2 separate regions of the Gossypium hirsutum genome follow, and region 1 is linked to region 2. The links are chromatin contacts, called in public Hi-C maps. All regions are on one chromosome and are shown on one strand. Each heading gives the region's core, a stretch centred on a gene start, on an enhancer-like site or on the middle of the called end of the contact. The rest is flanking DNA. Distances are from core to core; before and after follow the strand shown.

The links. A called contact is a pair of places that touch in the nucleus more often than the background predicts.
Region 1: a contact with region 2 is called in a Hi-C map of leaf, with 2.3 times the contacts expected there. The contact joins the promoter of LOC107891992 here to the promoter of LOC107892035 in region 2. A contact is called at or near these places in 9 of 34 Hi-C or Micro-C datasets (anther, cotyledon, hypocotyl and 2 more).

What each region holds. Positions count from the first base shown.
Region 1 is chrD09:25,655,025-25,658,165 of Gossypium_hirsutum_v2.1, forward strand. It overlaps LOC107891992, which reads right to left and starts at 1,346. Exons shown (of 3, transcript XM_016816941.2): 1 at 720-1,346. The coding sequence starts at 906. It overlaps LOC107891991 (LEAF RUST 10 DISEASE-RESISTANCE LOCUS RECEPTOR-LIKE PROTEIN KINASE-like 2.1), which reads left to right and starts at 1,429. Exons shown (of 3, transcript XM_016816940.2): 1 at 1,429-2,371. The coding sequence starts at 1,636.
Region 2 is chrD09:25,516,207-25,519,781 of Gossypium_hirsutum_v2.1, forward strand. It overlaps LOC107892035 (40S ribosomal protein S7), which reads left to right and starts at 2,008. Exons shown (of 6, transcript XM_016817001.2): 1 at 2,008-2,168; 2 at 3,055-3,138; 3 at 3,236-3,309; 4 at 3,398-3,521. The coding sequence starts at 3,064.

The sequences.
Region 1 (3,141 bases), core at 96-2,595, 140 kb after region 2:
ATAGGAGTAGGAGTGTTGAACAAAAACAATAAAAAAAACTCAATAAAGTAACATTTATAGACTGATACAAGAGCTCTTTAGCAACATTTAGATCAGTTTGAAAAATTCATATAATATCTAAATTTATCTCTTGAATTATTTCCAATGATGATCTTATACATTTATTCATAAGTAAAGTTTTCCATGAGTGTCAAACACACTGAAAATATAAGGATGACATCTTCAACACTATTAAACTCTCTACTTCTTTCTCCAAGTTCCACGAGTAGATGATTATGCAGAAATGCTTCTTCATTTTATGCATAACAAGATTAAAACACGCAACATTTAAAGGTTAAATATGTCAACACAATCTTTGACTGCTTTAAACCTATTAGTCTAATTGTTCGAATAGGAAATAGGGTTAACATCAAAAATTAAAATCAAAATCATAACAAGATTAAAACACGCAACATTTAAAGGTTAAATATGTCAACACAATCTTTGATTGCTTTAAACCTATTAGTCTAATTGTTCGAACAGGAAATAGGGTTAACAGCAAAAATTAAAATCAAAACCAAAGTTCCAGATTTAATTCCCCCCGAAGATTCAGTGTCTCAAAATCAAAATAAAAAAACCGTTAACAGCAAAAATCAAAATCAAAATCAAAATCAAAAAGCAAAAAGCAAAAAGCAAAAAACTACTTCGACATAAACTAGGGTTAACAGCAGCAAGCTCACCTTTGAAATTCAAAGGTAGAAGACGTAGAAGCACCGTTAGAGCAGAGGTGGAGCTGTGGAGGTGGATTTTTGAATTGGGTGGAGCCGTGGAGGACTGGAGGTGGAATGGTGGATCTGTGGAGGTGGATTTTCGAATTGGGGAAAAAAAGGGAGGAGGGAATGGCTTAGGGATTTTTATCAGATGCATGCGGAAATGGGAAATGGGAAATGGGGAAGGGAATTGGGAAATGGGAAATGTATTTTAGAAATTAAAAAAAAATATTTATTATATTCGGGCCAGGCCGAGCCCGGGCCAAAAAATTTTTGCCTAAGGCCCGGTCCGTTTTCTAAACGGGCCTCTTTTTTGTCCAAACCTATATTTCGGGCCTACATTTTTACTCGAACCCTTTCATATTTTGGGCTAGCCGTCGGGCTGGGCTGCCCGGCCCATAATCACCTCTAGTATTGATACATAAATTTGAAGTGTTTTTATATTTATGTTGGAGTTATCACACTTTTTTTTGTTTTTTTTTTGTCATAGTATGGTATTTTGATTATTAAGTTCAAATTTAAGAACGATGCTAGTCATTTAAGTGGTGGAAAACTAAAAATTCGTAGTGGAGTGGTAAACCTTCTGTGCCAAAAACTTGAACGAGATTTTTGAAGATGATTTGTCCATGAAAAATAAGCCACTAAATGGCATTACGTCTGTGACCCGTGACTTCGCATTCAACCACATGTGAAGTACCTTTCCACAAGTCAAGGTCAGCACCCTTGTATCTCTTGGAAATTTTGTAACCCCCCTCCTTCCTCTTCTGTTAAATTTCCAACCCAACCCCAATTTTTGTCTCCTCAATCTATCTGACCTTCTCACTCTGTTTTTATATGTACATATAAACCCTTTTTCACTTTAAACCAACTATTCACTCATTCTTCCATGGATGCCTTCTTCCTTTCACCATCTTCCTTCTCCATCTTATTCCTTTTAACTATTTTCCAGCTGTCTTACGCCCGAGATGATTTCCACTTTACTTCATGCGCTCCATTTGATTGTGGAAACCTTGTTAATATTTCATATCCTTTCTGGACCCATCAATATAATCGACCTTCATATTGCGGTTACGGTGATGAAGGGTATAAGCTGAAGTGCAGGCAGAATCAGCCCCCTGTTATGACGCTCAGTTCCCAAGAATTCTATGTGCTGCATCTCAATCGGTCTCATGGTTTGTTGACAATCAAACGAGTGGAATTAAACAACACTTGTCCTCAGCCGATTTTGATGAACAATGCTTTTAATTATACTGAAACTGCTGAAAACATTACGCTGTTCTACGACTGCCGAAGCAGGGGAGGTCCGAATCATCGTTTCAGTTGCAGAAAGGGTGGAAAAGAAACTTCCCTCATGTTCTTTAAGGAGGATGAAAATGAATGTATTGGATACAGTGAACAAGTTGAAATTCCTATTGGGAAAAAGGCCTTTGATGATCTGATTGGCGGAATCAGCACTGTTAATGAAAGTTTAGTCCAACCCTTTGATATTAGATACTTTGCAGACGATCCTTATTGCGAACACTGCAAGGATTCTGGCGGAAGATGTGGATACAACCGAACTGTAACCTCTGCATTTGTCTGCTATTGTCGTGATAAGCCTTATATACTTGAATTGAACCAAGGTACGGTATACCTGTTTCTTTTAACTCTTCCTGAATCGTTAAAACACCCCGTTGAATCATTGTTCAGAAACATGGAATCCAGTTGATATCCAGTCGTCTTTCTCTGCTGTTTATGACCCAGAATTAACCCCAGCTTTGGGTTCTTAATTATCCAATCTTTTATATCACTTTTCTGTATTATTGCCCTCTTTTTTACAACCTTATTATGCAAACTCGCACTATAACCCGACCTATCGAGTCATGTCGTGATACATGATCGGAAATTGTTCTGTTTGGATATGAAATAGGGTAGCATTACATTATAGGCAAGTTTAGGATACCATTAATCAACTTCAAGCGTGGGAACAAAATAATAATATCTTTTCTTTGGGTTGTTACATGTTTCGCTTCTGTTTCTTTTCATAGTTGAAATTGGGACTATTCGTGGGTAAAAATATCATGAAAGCTTAAGTACTATTAATTAGGTTGTATTTTATCTCTTTCTATTAAAAAAATAGATAAGTTAGTTTATTTATATTAAATTACGTTAAATTATAGAGCAAAACAATATTTTCAGTTAAAAATTTATCCATTTGTACTAATAAAAATTAACATGATTAATGAAATAACGAAAAGTAACACGTAATTAGCCACATGTACAGTATGTTAATGTATAAGAACCGATTTTAAACAATAGAAATTAATGAAATTGTTAATTTGATTAATTTACACAGTGAAATCTAACTTCTCCATGATACATTTATTATTATTTATCCCATTTTCCATATAAT
Region 2 (3,575 bases), core at 758-3,257:
TATATGAAACTTGCTAGTTAGGGTTTTCGACATGCATAACCACTGCAGGTTTGCACATAATGTAGCGGTGGTCTTCTCATTTATCACATCCTGTAGAATTTCATTCGGCAGATGCAGATGTAATTGCGTTAAAGCCTTTCGATCTTTGCACTTCTTCTCTTCCTCCGTTAATGTCGAAGGCATCTTATCTACCTTCAGCAGTACATCCTCTAAATCTATCTGCGTAAGGACTGCCTGCATCTTTATCTCTCACAACGAGAATCTGGTGTTGCGATCCAACAGCAAAATATCATACTTCATTGTTGTCATTATTGTGATCGAAACAAGCAACCTGAAAAAAGCTCTGATACCAATTAGTTAAAAACTGAATGTAGATAATGGCAATGTAGAAAGATCGCGAAGAAAAAGAAAAAATAGAACACACAGATTTTATGTGAAAACCTTTTCGGGGGAAAACCACGGGCAGATGAGAAGAAAATTCAAGAATGTCGAATTCGAATGATATAAGAGGAATTTCGACTACATCTATTTATAGGTTGAAAAAACCTAATTAATCAATGTCAAATATATTATGCTAATAAATGTTAAATATATTATGCTAATAAATATTAAATTTTCTAGAAAGAAAATGTATTTTGTTTAACTTGACTTGCAAGCAATCTCTTAGAATTTGAATCACACAACTCTAACAATATACTATATTATTATATTATGTAATAACATAAAATCTATCATAGTTAGCGATTAAAACTGATTTAATTGACTAAATTGAACCAGTTAAATCAGTTGGTAAATTCAATTTTTTTAGTTCATTTTAAGGGCGAGTTAGGTAATCAGTTAATTTGGTGTTGTTGGTTTGGTTTCAGTTTTGAAATTCAAAATTATTTATATCAAATTAATCGACTTTACACCTATTAAATATGGTATATATTTAAACCCTAAACCCAAACCCAAACCCAAACCCAAACCCAAACCCAATGCCAATCAAACCCAAACCTTAACCCAATTTAAACTTTATTCAAAACCCAACTTAAATAAAAATAAATCCAATCCAAATTAATAATAAATATAAAGATAATAATATAGGTAAAATTTTTGAATGTTACTCATACTTTGAACTTGGGAGTTGGATCTATGGTGGTTTGGTTTTATGTAATTGTATTAACAATTATCGAATTTATATATTTTTATGACTTTATGAATTGCAAAATATTTTTTTATTAATATATTCTATTTGGATATTTTATTTTTTCCTTTAATTTTTAAAAAGATTTTAAAATTTCTAATTTATATTATTAAATGTAATTTTTATTAAAAATATGGTTTAAAATTAAATTTATTAGTAATGATATTATTATTGCATGATAAATCATGTTTAATTATTTGTGATAAGTATAACACTAGTTATCATATTATTAAATTAATTTATTATAGATATTATTAATTTAATTTAAATTTTATAGATTTAATAATTTTTAATTTTATATATTTATTATACATGTTTAGTTATAGTATTAAAAATATTCTATATTCGATTAATATTTTTAAAAATATTATTTCACTTTATAATTTACATAAAAATAATATAATATTAATAAAATTTTAACATAAATATGTAATGCTTATGAATATATTTTGATAAAATAAATAATGATAATTTATTTTTATTTTTTTTACTTTAAGTAATATAATATAATTATATTAATTATTAATATTTATTATAACTATTCTGTTATTATTTTATAATTATATTAATTATATTAATTGCATGTTTAGTTGTTCATTAATCTCGAATTTAAATTTTTACATTGATTAAATTTTTTCAAAATTTTTAAACTTGAATTATTAGGAGCTTGAATTAGACGGACTTTCAAATTTGGAGAAAACCGAACTCTACTTTTTTTTTTTTTTTTAGCTTGTAATGAAACTTAATGTAAGAACCATTACAACTCAAATCCATACTTATTATAAAGGCCCATATAAGTCAGACAATGTAAATCCCGGCCCGAATGTAAACCAAACTGAATCACATCCGTCCACGTGTAGAAGAAACATCGTAGCCTTCCACTGAAACCCTAGGGTTTCTTATTCACGGTGGAGAATTAAAACAGAGCCTCCTCTTTCACTTTGGTGTCTCTCATCTCTTCCATTTTTGGCTTCTCTTTCAGGTACCTCTTTTCATTTTCCAATCACCTGTTTGGTTTCCTAGAAAATGCGCAAAATGTCTTAAAAGGAGTGAGAATGATGATATATGTCTTTGTTATTTATTTATTATTTTCATATTCAGTTTTCTCATAAAACAACAGAGTGACAGAGCTTTCTTTTTGACTTTTTGTTACTCTGATTGTTGCAAGATATGCTAATTTTCTGTGGCTTGTTTATATGCTGGAAAAATGTAGATGGAAATAAATGCTGTTTTGATTCTGATTCGGCTGTTTACTTTTAGTAATTCAATTCTGTTTCTAGGATTTCAATAATGTTCTTTAGGGTTCTCTATCTGTTAGTGTGTCGATATATATATTACTTTCTGAGCTAATAGTTTTGTTTGAATCTTGGATTTTGGTTTTTGACATTTGTAATTCAATGTTGTCTTTTTGAGATAAAATGTGTGAAAAATCCTAAACTTTGTGTGTGCTCAAATTTTTGTCATTTAACTTACTATGGGAATCAATTAACAATCACTTAAAATCAGCAAGATTAATGTCAGTTTACTGATAATATAGTATAGAACTGATGGGTTGCCAGAGTAATTGGTTAACTACAATGTTCTAGTATAAGTTGCCAAGTCGGTATAGAGCATTCCAAGTTGAAATTTGGCATAATGAGAACTTTATAAAACATCCAACTTGTTATTTCTTCTGAAAGTGGTATCATGGTCCTGCACATCATAAATTGGGTAATAAAACTGAGAGCTGGATCTTATCTTTTTTAATATTAAGTGAAATTTTGCCTATGGATAATATTTGGTCGAATTTCTGGTCAATCTGATTTGTAATTGAACTTGTTTGAAATTCCTAAAATTCCTTTCAACTTTTTATCTATCCATTCATGCAGATCTCAAAGATGTATACATCAAGGAAGAAGATCCACAAAGATAAGGATGCTGAACCAACAGAATTTGAGGAGTCTGTTGCGCAGGTTTTATAATGTTCTTATGTTTTCTTCACTTGAAAAGTTCCTGCAAATGTGCTCTGGTTATGATTTCATTACATGTGCATTTACTTCTCTGTTTCAGGCATTCTTTGATTTGGAGAATACCAATCAAGATCTGAAAAGTGACCTTAAAGATCTCTATATTAATTCAGCAGTGTAAGAATTGCTCACTGGGATGCATTACTTGTTAGCTCTCTCGTGTATTTTTCGGTCATATTATTAATATAAATTTGTTTACATGCAGCCAAATTGATGTTTCTGGGAGCCGGAAAGCTGTTGTTGTCCATGTCCCATATAGATTGAGGAAAGCTTTCCGCAAGGTTCATGTTAAGCTTGTGAGGGAACTTGAAAAGAAGTTCAGTGGCAAGGTGAGTGAAGGACCAAGCTACTCTTTCAAATTTCTTCCTTCTGTATAATGAAAA